2 separate regions of the Zea mays genome follow, and region 1 is linked to region 2. The links are chromatin contacts, called in public Hi-C maps. All regions are on one chromosome and are shown on one strand. Each heading gives the region's core, a stretch centred on a gene start, on an enhancer-like site or on the middle of the called end of the contact. The rest is flanking DNA. Distances are from core to core; before and after follow the strand shown.

The links. Hi-C and Micro-C count contacts between places; a contact is called where the count stands out from the background.
Region 1: a contact with region 2 is called in a Hi-C map of tassel, with 4 times the contacts expected there. The contact joins the promoter of LOC100278480 here to the enhancer-like site in region 2. A contact is called at or near these places in 9 of 25 Hi-C or Micro-C datasets (ear, endosperm, leaf and 2 more) and 1 of 3 datasets of contacts at active chromatin or transcription factors (leaf).

Annotation. Positions count from the first base shown.
Region 1 is chr2:237,414,991-237,421,531 of Zm-B73-REFERENCE-NAM-5.0, forward strand. LOC100278480 reads left to right here and starts at 4,143. Exons shown (of 3, transcript NM_001352908.1): 1 at 4,143-4,772; 2 at 5,235-5,455. The coding sequence starts at 4,298.
Region 2 is chr2:237,319,542-237,325,878 of Zm-B73-REFERENCE-NAM-5.0, forward strand. No RefSeq gene overlaps it. Among protein-coding and RNA genes, the nearest start is that of LOC103648200, 19 kb to the left of the region's middle. Within about 2 kb of position 3,715, at least 11 of the 20 cell types and tissues checked have an H3K27ac peak or open chromatin away from gene starts, as enhancers often do. A contact at or near this core is called in ear and tassel, where this site is marked.

The DNA of each region.
Region 1 (6,541 bases), core at 2,893-5,392, 96 kb after region 2:
TCCTGAGGCATGGAAGCCTTGCCCTTAACAAAGTTAGACAATCTTTTAGGAGGGGCATTAAGTTTGACATTGTCTCCCTTTTGGAATCCAATATTCCAATGCCATCCTTGATGCCAGGGCGTCTCCCAGTATAGAGCATGCTTCTAGCAAATTTAAAATTTTCATTTTCTAAGTCATGCTCATTAATTTTGGCATTAAGTTGGGCTATGTGATCATTTTGTTTCTTAATTAAAGCTAGGTGATCATGAATAGCATCAACATTAATGTCTCTACATCTAGTGCAAATGGAAACATGCTCAACAGTAGATGTAGAGGGTTTGCAAGATTTTAGTTCAACAATCTTAGCATGTAAAATGTCATTTTCACTTCTAAGATTGGAAATTGTAACATTGCAAACATCTAAATCTTTAGCCTTAGCAATTAATTTTTCATTATCATTTCTAAGGCTAGCAAGAGAGATATTCAATTCTTCAATCTTAGCAAGTAAACTAACATTATTATCTCTAAGATTGGGAATTGAAACATCACTAACGTTAGAATCAACCTTAGCAATTAATTTAGCATTTTTATTTCTAAGGTTGGAAATAATATCATGACAAGTGCTTAGCTCACTAGATAATTTTTCATATTTTTCTATTTCTAGAGCATAAGCATTCTTAACCTTAACATGCTTCTTGTTTTCTTTAATTAGGAAGTCCTCTTGAGAGTCCAAGAGTTCATCCTTCTCATGAATAGCACTAATTAATTCATTTAATTTTTCCTTTTGTTGCATGTTTAGGTTGGCAAAAAGGGTACGCAAATTATCCTCCTCATCACTAGAATTATCTTCATCACTAGAGGATGCATATTTAGTGGAGGATCTTGATTTTACCTTCTTCTTTTTGTTGTCCTTTGCCATGAGGCACTTATGGCCGACGTTGGGGAAGAGGAGTCCTTTGGTGACGGCGATGTTGGCGGCCTCCTCGTCGGAGGAGGAGTCGGAGGAGCTCTCGTCGGAGTTCCATTCGCGGCACACATGGGCATCACCACCCTTCTTCTTGTAGTATCTCTTCTTTTCTCTCCTCTTGCCCTTCTTGTCGTCGCCCCTGTCACTGTCACTTGATAATGAACATTTTGCAATAAAGTGACCGGGCTTACCACACTTGTAGCACACTTTCTTGGAGCGGGATTTGTAGTCCTTCTCCCTCCTTTGCTTTAGGATTTGACGGAAGCTCTTGATGATGAGCGCCATCTCCTCATTGTCGAGCTTGGAGGCGTCAATGGGGAGTCTACTTGATGTAGACTCTTTCTTCTTCTCCTCCGTTGCCTTGAATGCGATCGGTTGTGCTTCGGGCGTGGAGGGGCCATCTTGCTCGATGATTTTCTTTGAGCCTTTGATCATCAACTCAAAGCTCACAAATTTTCCTATTACTTCCTCGGGAGACATTAGTGTGTATCTAGGATCACCACGTATTAATTGAACTTGCGTAGGGTTAAGAAAAATGAGTGATCTAAGAATAACCTTGACCATTTCATGGTCATCCCATTTCTTGCTCCCGAGGTTGCGCACTTGGTTCACCAAGGTCTTGAGCCGGTTGTACATTTCTTGTGGCTCCTCCCCTTGGCGAAGCCGGAAGCGACCGAGCTCCCCCTCGATCGTCTCCCGCTTGGTGATTTTTGTCACCTCGTCTCCTTCGTGCGCGGTCTTGAGTACGTCCCAAATCTCTTTGGCGCTCTTCAATCCTTGCACCTTGTTATACTCCTATCGACTTAGAGAGGTGAGGAGTATAGTGGTGGCTTGGGAGTTGAAGTGCACTATTTGGGCCACCTCGTCCTCATCATAATCTTCATCCCCTACGGATGGTACCTGTACACCAAACTCAACAACATCCCATATACTTTTGTGGAGTGAGGTTAGGTGATATCTCATCATATCACTCCACCTAGAATAGTCTTCACCATCAAACGTCGGTGGTTTGCCTAATGGGACGGAAAGTAATGGAGTATGCTTGGCGCTTAGAAGTGACGGACACGGCGTCGGATCCGGATGTAGAGGGCGAGGAAGAGTCGGTCTCGTAGTAGACCACTTTCTTCATTTTCTTCTTCTTCTCGCCACTCTTGTGCGATCGAATGCGTGAAGGGGATCCATCCTTCTTCTTGTTGGCGGACTCCCATGATGGAGCCTTCCCGTGGCTTGTAGCGGACTTCTCACCGCCTATCACCATCTTCTTGGCGTGATCTCCCGACATCACTTCGAGCGGTTAAGCTCTAATGAAGCACCGGCTCCGATTCCAATTGGAAGTCGCCTAGAGGGGGGGGGGTGAATAGGGCGAATCTGAAAATTATAAACTTAAGCACAACTACAAGCCGGGTTAGCGTTAGAAATATGAACGAGTCCGAGAGAGAGAGGGTGAAAAACAAATCGCGAGCAAATAAAGAGTGAGACACGATGATTTGTTTTACCGAGGTTCGGTTCTTGCAAATATACTCCCCGTTGAGGTGGTCACAAAGACCGGGTCTCTTTCAACCCTTTCCCTCTCTCAAACGGTCACTTAGACCGAGTGAGCTTCTCTTCTCAATCAAACGGGACACAAAGTCCTCACAAGGACCACCACACAATTGGTGTCTCTTGCCTTGGTTACAATTGAGTTGATCACAAGAAAGAATGAGAAAAAGAAGCAATCCAAGCGCAAGAGCTCAAATGAACACAAGTCACTCTCTCACTAGTCACTATTTGATTTGGAATGAACTAAGGACTTGGGAGAGGATTTAATCTCTTTGGTGTGTCTTGTATTGAATGCTATAACTCTTGTAAGGTGTGGGAAGTTGGAAAACTTGGATGCCATGAATGGTGGGGTGGTTGGGGTATTTATAGCCCCAACCACCAAAAGTGGCCGTTGGGAGGCTGTCCGCATGGCGCACCGGACAGTCCGGTGCGTCACCGGACACTGTCCGGTGCGCCAGCCACGTCAGTCGGTCGTTGGGTTCTGACCGTTGGAGCTTTGACTGGTGGGGCCTCTGGGCTGTCCGGTGGTGCACCGGACAGGTCCTATAGACTGTCCGGTGCCCCTTCTGCGCGTGCTCTGACTCTGGCGCGCACTGTAGCGCATTTAATGCGGTTGCAGTCGACCGTTGGCACGAAGTAGCCGTTGCTCCGCTGGCACACCGGACAGTCCGATGTGACACCGGACACTGTCCGGTGCTTCACCGGACAATCCGGTGAATTATAGCGGAGCGACCTCCCATTTTCCCGAAGGTAGCGAGTTCAGCGTCAAGTTCCATGGTGCACCGGACAGTCCGGTGCGCCAGACCAGGGTGCCTTTGGGATGTCTTTAGCTCTCTTTATTTGAACCCATCTTTGGTCTTTTTATTGGCTTGTTGTGAACCTTTGGCACCTGTAAAAACTTATAAACTAGAGCAAACTAGTTAGTCCAATTATTTGTGTTGGGCAATTCAACCACCAAAATCAATTAGAAAAAAGGTGTAAGCCTAATTCCCTTTCACCCTTCAGCTATAAAAGGGGAGGCATGCGGCGTTACAAGACAAGCTCAATCGGGAGGCTTAGACTAAGAGCATGTACAACAAAGTGACCTATAAAAATGCTCTATAATTTAAAAATGAATATATTTTATAGAATTTAGGGCACCAACAAAACATTCCGTTCCAACAGTAAAAACCTCAAATCTAGATTATAGGGCAGCCCACTGCGGTGTAGTATATTTGAGGCACTTGAGAGAGTGTTTATATTTTTTTGACCAAATTTTATAAAATAAAGTATTATTGGAGTAGTTTTTCCTGTGTACAACCCCATATTTCAATTTAAGTCTCCAGTTTGAGACATTATTGTCCGTACTTGGACAGCAGGGCTTCACCAAGAAGGTTTTCCTCTCCTTCCTTCTCTTCTAAAATTTTAGTGGCTTCAAATGACAATGGACAGGCTATATAGGGGCTAGGGAAATGTCGCCAGTTTCCTAAATATCGCTAACTCGACATTCCATCCAGGTTTTTGTCACCAATTCAGTTGGCAATGAGTTAGAGACAGCAGTATAAATTTGCAATTTTTTTAAAACGATGGTATATTTTTGATTTTTTCTAAAAAATAAAAAATCCAGGCTGGGGAGTCTTTTTTTATTTATTGATTGCAGCCCATGTACTCTTATCTCAGCAAAAGAAGGAAAGGCCCAGGAGGCGTAGCCGTCCAGGGTATTTACTTGTTGGTGGCGTTGTGCCCCTGCCAGGCAGTGGCAAAAACCAGATCTAGGGTTCTTACCCAGAGGCGGCGACGGCGGGCAACTACTCGTGCAAGGCGGAGGCGGAGATGGAGGCGGCGGAGGTGGAGATGGAGGCGGCGGAGGTGGAGATGGAGATGGAGGTGGAGGCGGAGAGGAAGAGCGACGGCGACGGGGAATACGAAGCTAGGAAGAAGACTCCGATGCGGTGGTTGCGGGGGAATGTAGAGCATTCTGATGCGGAGGTTGCGGAGCGGCAGAAGAGGATGAAGCAAACCCATGGTCATCTGGATGACAAGGAGGGGGAGGAGGCACGGAAAGGAGACATTAAGAGAGAAGGGCAATCGGAGAGCGCAAAGTCCAGGTCAGAATCCAATGACCAGAAAAACAAACTGATGTATGAGAGGTACTTGGAGTGGAAGAGGAGGAACGAGGAGAAGGAGGAGGAAGAGCGTAGGCGGTACCCCGATAAGGTAAATGACCCTGAAGCCTATCAAGCTATGTTGTTCAGGCAGAGCTGGGACAACTGCTATTTGAAGAAGTACGGTAGCTTCGATAAGAAGAGTGAGTGAACTTGTTGATTATCTCGTTCTTGATCTGCACGTTAGTTACCTATTAATTTGGTTCTTGTTGCTTTGGTTGTCATATCTCGAATCGTTTCATACTTCATGGATCAATCTAGTCACAATGACGTTCCTTTGATATCAAGTGATATAAATGTGGTAGGATCGGAACTAGATCGATGGACAAGAATAACTTGAATGCCATCCATGCACATGTTAGTTGCTGTTGTTACTGCTTACTCCCTCCGTCCCAAACAAAAAAAAAACAGTCATCCTAGGTTTGTCTTAAGTCAAACTTTATTAAATTTGACCAAATTTATAGAGAATTTTTTTTGACTTAGGACAAACCTAGATTGACTTGTTTTTTTTTTGGGGACGGAGGGAGTAGTCCTTACTGCTGCTACTATCCACAATTGGGCTCTAATGTCCTAACTCATCTGAAATCTCCTTTGACTACATGCAGCTAATATCCCTTGCAAGCGATTTACACATAATCTTCCGCCACGCGGTGGCACTGCTAAGCAAACTGTACAAGTATTTTATGTCAAAGTTGGAGGAATAACTGGAGGTCTACAGTGGCCGCTTGAGGTGTTTGGTTTGGTTGCCCTACGTGACTCATTAGATTATAATCGTAATATTATCTTTGAGCGCGAAAGGGATAAATGTCAGATACTCACCGATCAGGTTCGGAGTGTTTCTTACTTACAGCTGTCATTTCTTGATTATTGCCGTGCCACCTATTCCTACATTTCTTGCTTCTTGCCGTGCTGCCTATTCCTACATACTTTGTTATAAGCCCCGTGTAGCTGTTAACATGCAAACATGCTAGTTATACCATGCAGTTGTTGTACCAGCTGTTTATCTGAACCAATGTCTTTAGAATAAAGTGTTGCACATGGTAATGCGATATTATAGCTTGTACAAATTACCATGACTCCCATTCCTAGTGTGGCGATGCCTATTACATTGGTCTCATGTAGATAGCTCAAACCATGTACTCCCTCCGGTTCAAAATACTTATTGTTTTAGCGTGTTGTACTATCTTTGTAATCCTTGTTCTAAAACTTCTAGGCAATTTTAAGGCATGTTTGGATGGGCTAGAGATTATAGAAATCCGGGTTAGGGATACAGAGTATGAAAATCCGGATATTAAACCTTGAGAGCAATATCTAGGGCTGTTTGGATCCTTGGATAGAGGTGTGGTGAGTAGCAATAATCCCATGCAATATCTACTGTTAGCTGGGTGGAGCCAGATTATGGGATTATAGGAATCTGGGTGGTTGGATATATATTTTTTTCAATCTACATCGTAATGTGAGCTGGTTTGATCCTTTACATATATTTTTAGCTGGTTTTCATAATGTGTAGCCTTCCAAACATTGCCTTAGACTTCCTTTTCCAGTCTTACCCTTCCTTAAATGCATCACTAGCTGATGTCTTATTGCTAGCATGCAAGCATGTATATATTTGGTACCATACAGTAATTGTACACGTTTCTCCTAACCAAATAATCTTGTAATTCTATTACCAGCTGCATTATACATAGTGGTATTATATTATTGCTTTGCAGAAATTAGCACGACTCCCATGCCTAGAGATCCCCTGCTTGTTACTTACATTGGAATCATGTAGACAGCTGAAACATTGTATAAACATGCTGGTAGAGGAACATAAGTTTGGCATGTCATTAGATTTGGTCATGTGTGTTGGTTTGATCAGTGCATGAAGAAACGATCACCTTTGTAGATGAAAGTAGGAATCATGTTACTG
Region 2 (6,337 bases), core at 2,465-4,964:
TTGAGCAGCGACCCTCAGAAACGCCCCTTCGTTCCTAGAGCTCCTGGACATGCTCAGAGATCTGCAGAAGCAGCAGTACACAGCCTGCAGGCTCAGATGCAGCGTAACCTGTCGGCCGGCCGACGTTCTGCTAAAGGCGTTGTGAAATGAGCACCGAGGAATGAATGCTAGCTAGCTCTGAATCCAATGGAACATGATGGCACCGGATGGACGGACGTTGCCGGCGACCAGAAAGCGAGCAAACAGGGTGGAGCGTGCTAATGAGGTAAGGCTGCCTCTACGTGCACTTCACCGCCACCCTTGGTGTAAGAGGAGCTACAGTCAGAGCTGGAGGTTGTAGCAGCAAAAGTGGCGCATGGCTTCCTGTATCTCTAAGGCCTGAAGCTTCAAGATGCAGTAACAACAAGGCTGGACACTTCTGAATTGGGAATGGACAAGGAGGTATATAATCCAGTGAAATGTGGTTTCAGATGTATGTTCGATCTGCTACCGGCCGATTTGTGGCTGATGTGTGTGTAGAGGTGGTCCCTTTAGAAAAAGAAAATTTTGGTGTGTCGTAGAAGGGTGTAGAGGTGAAGTGACGGAAGTAGCAAGACCACTGTATGTAGACGATGCTGTCTACCGACAAGAATTTCAAACATGTGGCAAGAGTTGAAAAGTAGTACTACAAGAGAGGTAATCTTTTAGCGTTGGTACTGGCAAGTAAGGGCATATACAGTCTACATACTACATTGCGATTCTCCTGGCATTAGATATATTTAAAAAAATCTCTTCATATTGGATCCAATGTTTCTAAGTCTTATATCTTATTCATCAGAACATCTTAAGATACGACTCATTTATGTTGGTTGTATGGGTAGAATCATATTTAGACTTAGAGAACCATGATAGAGACGTTTCTACACTAAGATATCGTCTCTTATGTTTTTTTATACTTACTCTCTTGATGTCTCTTAAGATACAGAACATTTATGTAGGTTGTACATGGCCTAAGCATATTTAGCAAGTTCCTAGAGGTAAGTACTTGCATTAAGGGCTAGTTTGGGAGCCACAAAACCAGAAGAAATTAAAGGGGATAAAATCTCCTTCTTGTTCAATTTTGATTAAGAATAGAATTTTAGTCCCTTCAATACGCTTTGGTATTTTAGCTCTCAAACTGGCTCTAATTGTTGCTTAATTCTGTGCACATCAGATCATGTACGCAATCCCCCCACCCCAACACACACACACAATCTACACGCATGCTTTGTTACTGTAGTAGGCCGGCTGCAGCATGTTGTAAACGCGAAAGACAAGGATCCTTGACCAACTTTTTGTTTTTCTTGTTTTTGCAACAGTTTAGGGTCAGTCGTCCGTCCCCCTGAGACCCTTTTGTGAACGACGACATGATATGATTTATCAACCGCGGCGGCCACAACCATCCAAATAACCTTGCCAACCCGTGACGACGCGAGCAATGCAAGCTAGAAATGGAGCCGACGATCGAGGCAGAGGAAATTAAACGGCAAGCTCGTGCGAGGGACGATCCACGACGGCAGCCTCCTCATCTGAACACCGTCGTTCGTTCGTTCCACGTACGCAAGCCCTGTCATTTCTTCCTTTTGCCTGTCGGTTAGTTTCGATGTCAGTGGCGTGCTGCATGCAGGCACTGACGGTCACACAGGATAGGAAACGGAGCTAGTAGCTAGGAAGGTCGTCGTCGACCAAGACCAAGTTAACTATAGGTCACACTCGAGGACGGCCGGGCAGCTGTTCGGCTGCCATGCAATTCATAGATAACAAAATAGTGTATAAACCGTAGCCACGGTCAGATTAAAACCACAGTAAACCTGCTTTCCACCGCTCTCAACCTGCTAGCTCCTCACTCTTTAACCCCTCAGAAATCACTTCACAAAAGCCTATTTGGCAAATAGTTTTCGTCGAATAGATTCACTTGCTTTCGATATAGAATCACTCTATTAGGGAATCTAACTCTCGGAGCTAGCTAGAGAATCATGCAGCAGATCAGATCGAGTTCTACCAAAGGAGCCATATATCTGTTGCAAGGGGTGCATGGTATACAAGACAGCCCTGAACCCATCGATCTCAACCACATTTGCATGCCGATAAATATAAGTTAAGACCGTCGTCCGTCCGTCCGTCCGTCCCAGCTAAGTAACCATGCAGCATGCTGGCGGTTAACCAGGCAATGCATGCATGCACTGTCGATTCATTCCGTATGCATGCATGTAGGGCTATCTCTATAGTTAGACCAACTCCAGCAAGACTCCGTATCCCACTCCGCATCTGCATTTTGCACGGTCTGAGGCACTATTGCGCGCTCCAGCAGGCTCCGCATCCCTCTCCGCAAAATGGACGCCGTGTCCCTGCGCTCCCCATTTCCACACTTTCTCTCTCCTCTCCGCAGCTCTCTACGTGCGCGCGCGCCTGCTGGCGGGCCCCAGGTGTCATAGACTGCATGCGGAGTGGGATGGGGAGTGTTGCTGGAAACGGAGACGGATACGGAGAGGAGAGAGAATGTGTTGCCCGCGCGTTTTAAGGATACGGAGAGGGAGTCTGCTGGAGTTGGTCTTATGTGTAGTACATATCATTGACACTAGATCGTCATGGCATATCTATGCATGCAGATTGGCGGATGCAGCTTAGCCATACATGCCGGCCCCCTACCGCTACCAGCAGTACGTAGTACGCGTTTAGCTCTAGCCATGCATGGTCCCTGCATGAACGAATAATAGCTGCTTGCGCGCAGTCGGATCGGAGAAATTAAGGAAGCAGGTCGTACGTACGTACAAGTTTCGAGCATTGTAAGGTCACCTATCAAACTATATATATGTTGTGTCTATATGTGTACATTTGGGCCAGGCCTGATGGACCGGCCCGAAGCACGGAAAAAAAAGCACGGCCCAGACACGGCACGGCCCGAAATAATTTAGTGTCGGTCCAACACGGCCCGATATATCGGGCCGGGTTTGGGCCGAGGTCGCGGCCCATGGGCGAGCACGAGCACGGCCCGTTTAAGGCAGACACGAAATGGCCCATATAGAGGCACGAAAAGGCCCATATATTTATTAAAACCACACTTCACTCCGCACTTTCATGTACTTGATAAAGAACATAAAGCTAGAGATAATGTTAGTTAGATGTTTTTTGTAGCTTTGAATTAGAGTATGCGATGTAATTTTATTTCTGTTATGAACATTAGATAATAAAATAAATTTACGAACTATATATAGAGCTGATTATACTCTTTTTCTTTCTAACAAAATGATTTGTAAACGAGGTATTCATTGCATAGCTCTGGTAACTTAATACAAATATTAAGTTTGCTTTTGGTCAAATTTATTTGTCTTATCTCTTATTTGTTTTAATAAATTTGTTTTGAATTTCGGGCTCTGATGTGAATTTCGGGCTCTGATGTGAATTTCAGGCCAAAAATTGAATTTCGGGCTTTTATAATTTTGGGCTGCCCGAAATAAGCCCGACACATTTAAGCAATTACGGGCCGGGCCGTGGGCCGAGGGCTAGGCCCGTGGTCCGGCCCGGCACGGCCCAAAATTCAAACAGGCCGGACCGGCCCGAAATTCAAACAATGCGGATTTTTTCGGGCTTGAGCCGGGCCGGGCCGGGCCGCCCGAATGTACACCTATAGCTGTGCCCAAGCAATGGCATGTGCATGGACCTCTGTGTCCCGGCCCTGCGCTGGCACTGTTGTACGTTCAAGGACAGGGTCGTCTTCGTCGTCTACGTGTCTACCATACAGCAACAGGACATGCTTGGGACAATATTAATATATGCGTGCGTGAGCGGTCGTCGTAGAGCTTTGCCTGCTCTACGAAGCAAACCAATATATGCAAGAGCAAGGTGTTGAGCACCAAATTGAGGTGCGGACAGTCCGCGCACACGCAGAACAGATTAGGGTTCCAAGTTTTTCGCTGCGTTTGTTGGCGAAAATCCCGGGATTTGCTCGGAGTTTTGACGGTAAAGGGTCCAGCCCCTTCCTCTATAAATAAAGAGGTCTACGGCCGATTTGTAATCATCAACAATCGAATCAATACAACTTATATTTCGCATTTTATCTTAGGAGTAGTTCTAGTTTAGACCTAGTTTAGCCTTCCAATCCCCAAATTCTCCGCCTCTCCTCGACTCTACGTCGATTAGAGGAGTCTAGGTCGGTCTACCCGAGTCTGGACAACTCCTAGGATCTCTCCTCCCCGACGGGGTCCCTCCCGGGAGCGAGATCCAGGCGCCGCCGGCGATCTTCCGCCGCCCCTGTGCACGCGCGGACCGTCCGGCCCTAGGGCGCGGACCGTCCGGCCGTCAGGCAGGGAACCCGAGCTCCTCCAGCAGGTCGCGGACCGTCCGGCCCTGAGCCGCGAACCGTCCGTGCCTGACCAGAGAGCACCGCCGCCTCGCGCCAGGTCGCGGACCGTCCGGCCCTGAGCCGCGGACCGTCCGCGCCTGACCAGAGAGCACCGCCGCTGGTTCTCTTGAGTAATTGACGCCTCCAAAAAGGTGTCAACATACTTTTTGGCGACTCCGCTGGGGAAAGCACATCTAAGCTCATCAAATCGGCCCTCAATGGCCGGTTCAAGGGATAGCTCTGATATTTCTCCAAGCAACATCATAGAGCCGACTTGGGAAACCTTGCCGGCTGACGAGCAGCTCCAGTTCGAGGAGCACAAGGAGCGGATGATCCAAGAGGCGAAAGCAAAGTTCTTGGCCAACTTCAAAGTGGACAGGAACAACAAGGTCGTCCGACATCGGGCGACGGATCCGGCTTCGCTCCAACCCACGCCAGATATCCCCAATGTAAGTAATACCAACGATCTGCAATCTCTTAGAAATTATGTAAAAGATCAGCGTGAACAAATGCAGAACATCATAGGGGGTATGCAAAGCGATCTTAAGAGACTAGTACGTGCATTTGATAAATCTAGTATCGCCAATTTTCCTTCGCACGAGGTTGAGTTAGGAGGTAACACGCGTAACACATCGGCTACAGGTTGTCACGACCAGTCACAACCCCTTTATGGGATGCCGATGGACACATACCCTGAGCAACCGCAAATCGGCAGCAAATCAGCCGATCTGCACATGCCCGGACCGTCCGCACGTGAGCGCGGACCGTCCGGGCCAACAAAAGTCGGGCCTATTTTTAATGAGTTACCTAGATATGCGCCCGAGCCACCACATATGACACAGAACCCAAACTACCCAGTCGGACGGTCCGCATACAATGACGGACGGTCCGCATATAACCACGGACGGTCCGGGTACGTATCCGGACAGTCCGCGCATGAGTCTTTTGAGGAGGATTATTACTTGAATCCTCGCCCGTCCCAGCAACACTTCCCATCACATTATGCAATACACCAGCCCATTAATTCAGGATCCAGAGCCCAGGAAAGCTTTCCGGCCCCACCTAATAGGCCGGAAAGAAACGATCAAACCTATGAGCCATATAGGGCAAATGGAAATGCACCACGTAGCTCAAACCAATGGGGGGAACGACAACATACTAATATGCAACCAACCCCACCTATGTTTGACCAGAGAGTCAGTGGTCTTGCACCGGCTGCCATTGATATAGTGAGGGAAGAAATAGCCGGGGCGTTCCGAGATAAGCTCGGAGTAAGCATGGTCCCTGGGGGGCAATCATATCGGAAACCTTATGACAGCCGATTTGATCACCACCCGTACCCACAGGGAACTAGAATACCCGATTTCGCAAAAATTTCGGGTGATCAAGGGAAAAACACGCGCGAACATATAGGCCAGTTCTTAGCACAATTGGGAGAATTGGCAGACACAGAGGCATTTCGCGTGCGTTTATTTTCATTATCGCTAACAGGAACCGCATTTGCATGGTATGCCACTTTACCTCCTAATTCCATTTCATCGTGGGGGGATCTAGAACAAAAATTTCATGATCATTTCTTCTCCGGTGATTATGAATTGGATTTGGTGGATTTAGTGTCATTGCGACAGACAAAAGACGAATCGGTTAATGATTACATCCAGAGATTCCGCGATACAAGAAATCGATGCTTTCAAATTCATTTAGCAGAAAAACAGCTAGTAGGATTAGCCTTTAATGGTCTACGATATTATTTAAAAGAGAGATTAGAAGGCATCCAATTTTTTACACTAGCACAGTTACACCAGAGGGCTTTGGCTTGCGAAAGCCGGAGCAAAGAAACTGCTAAAACAATGCGTCACAACGTACATATAGTAGAATGCGACCAAAGTAGCTCAGATGACGAATCAGCAGAAGTATATGCTGCTGAAATGGTTTGGCCAAAACAGGCCAAATCTTCGGCTTGTTCCTCCTTGCAGC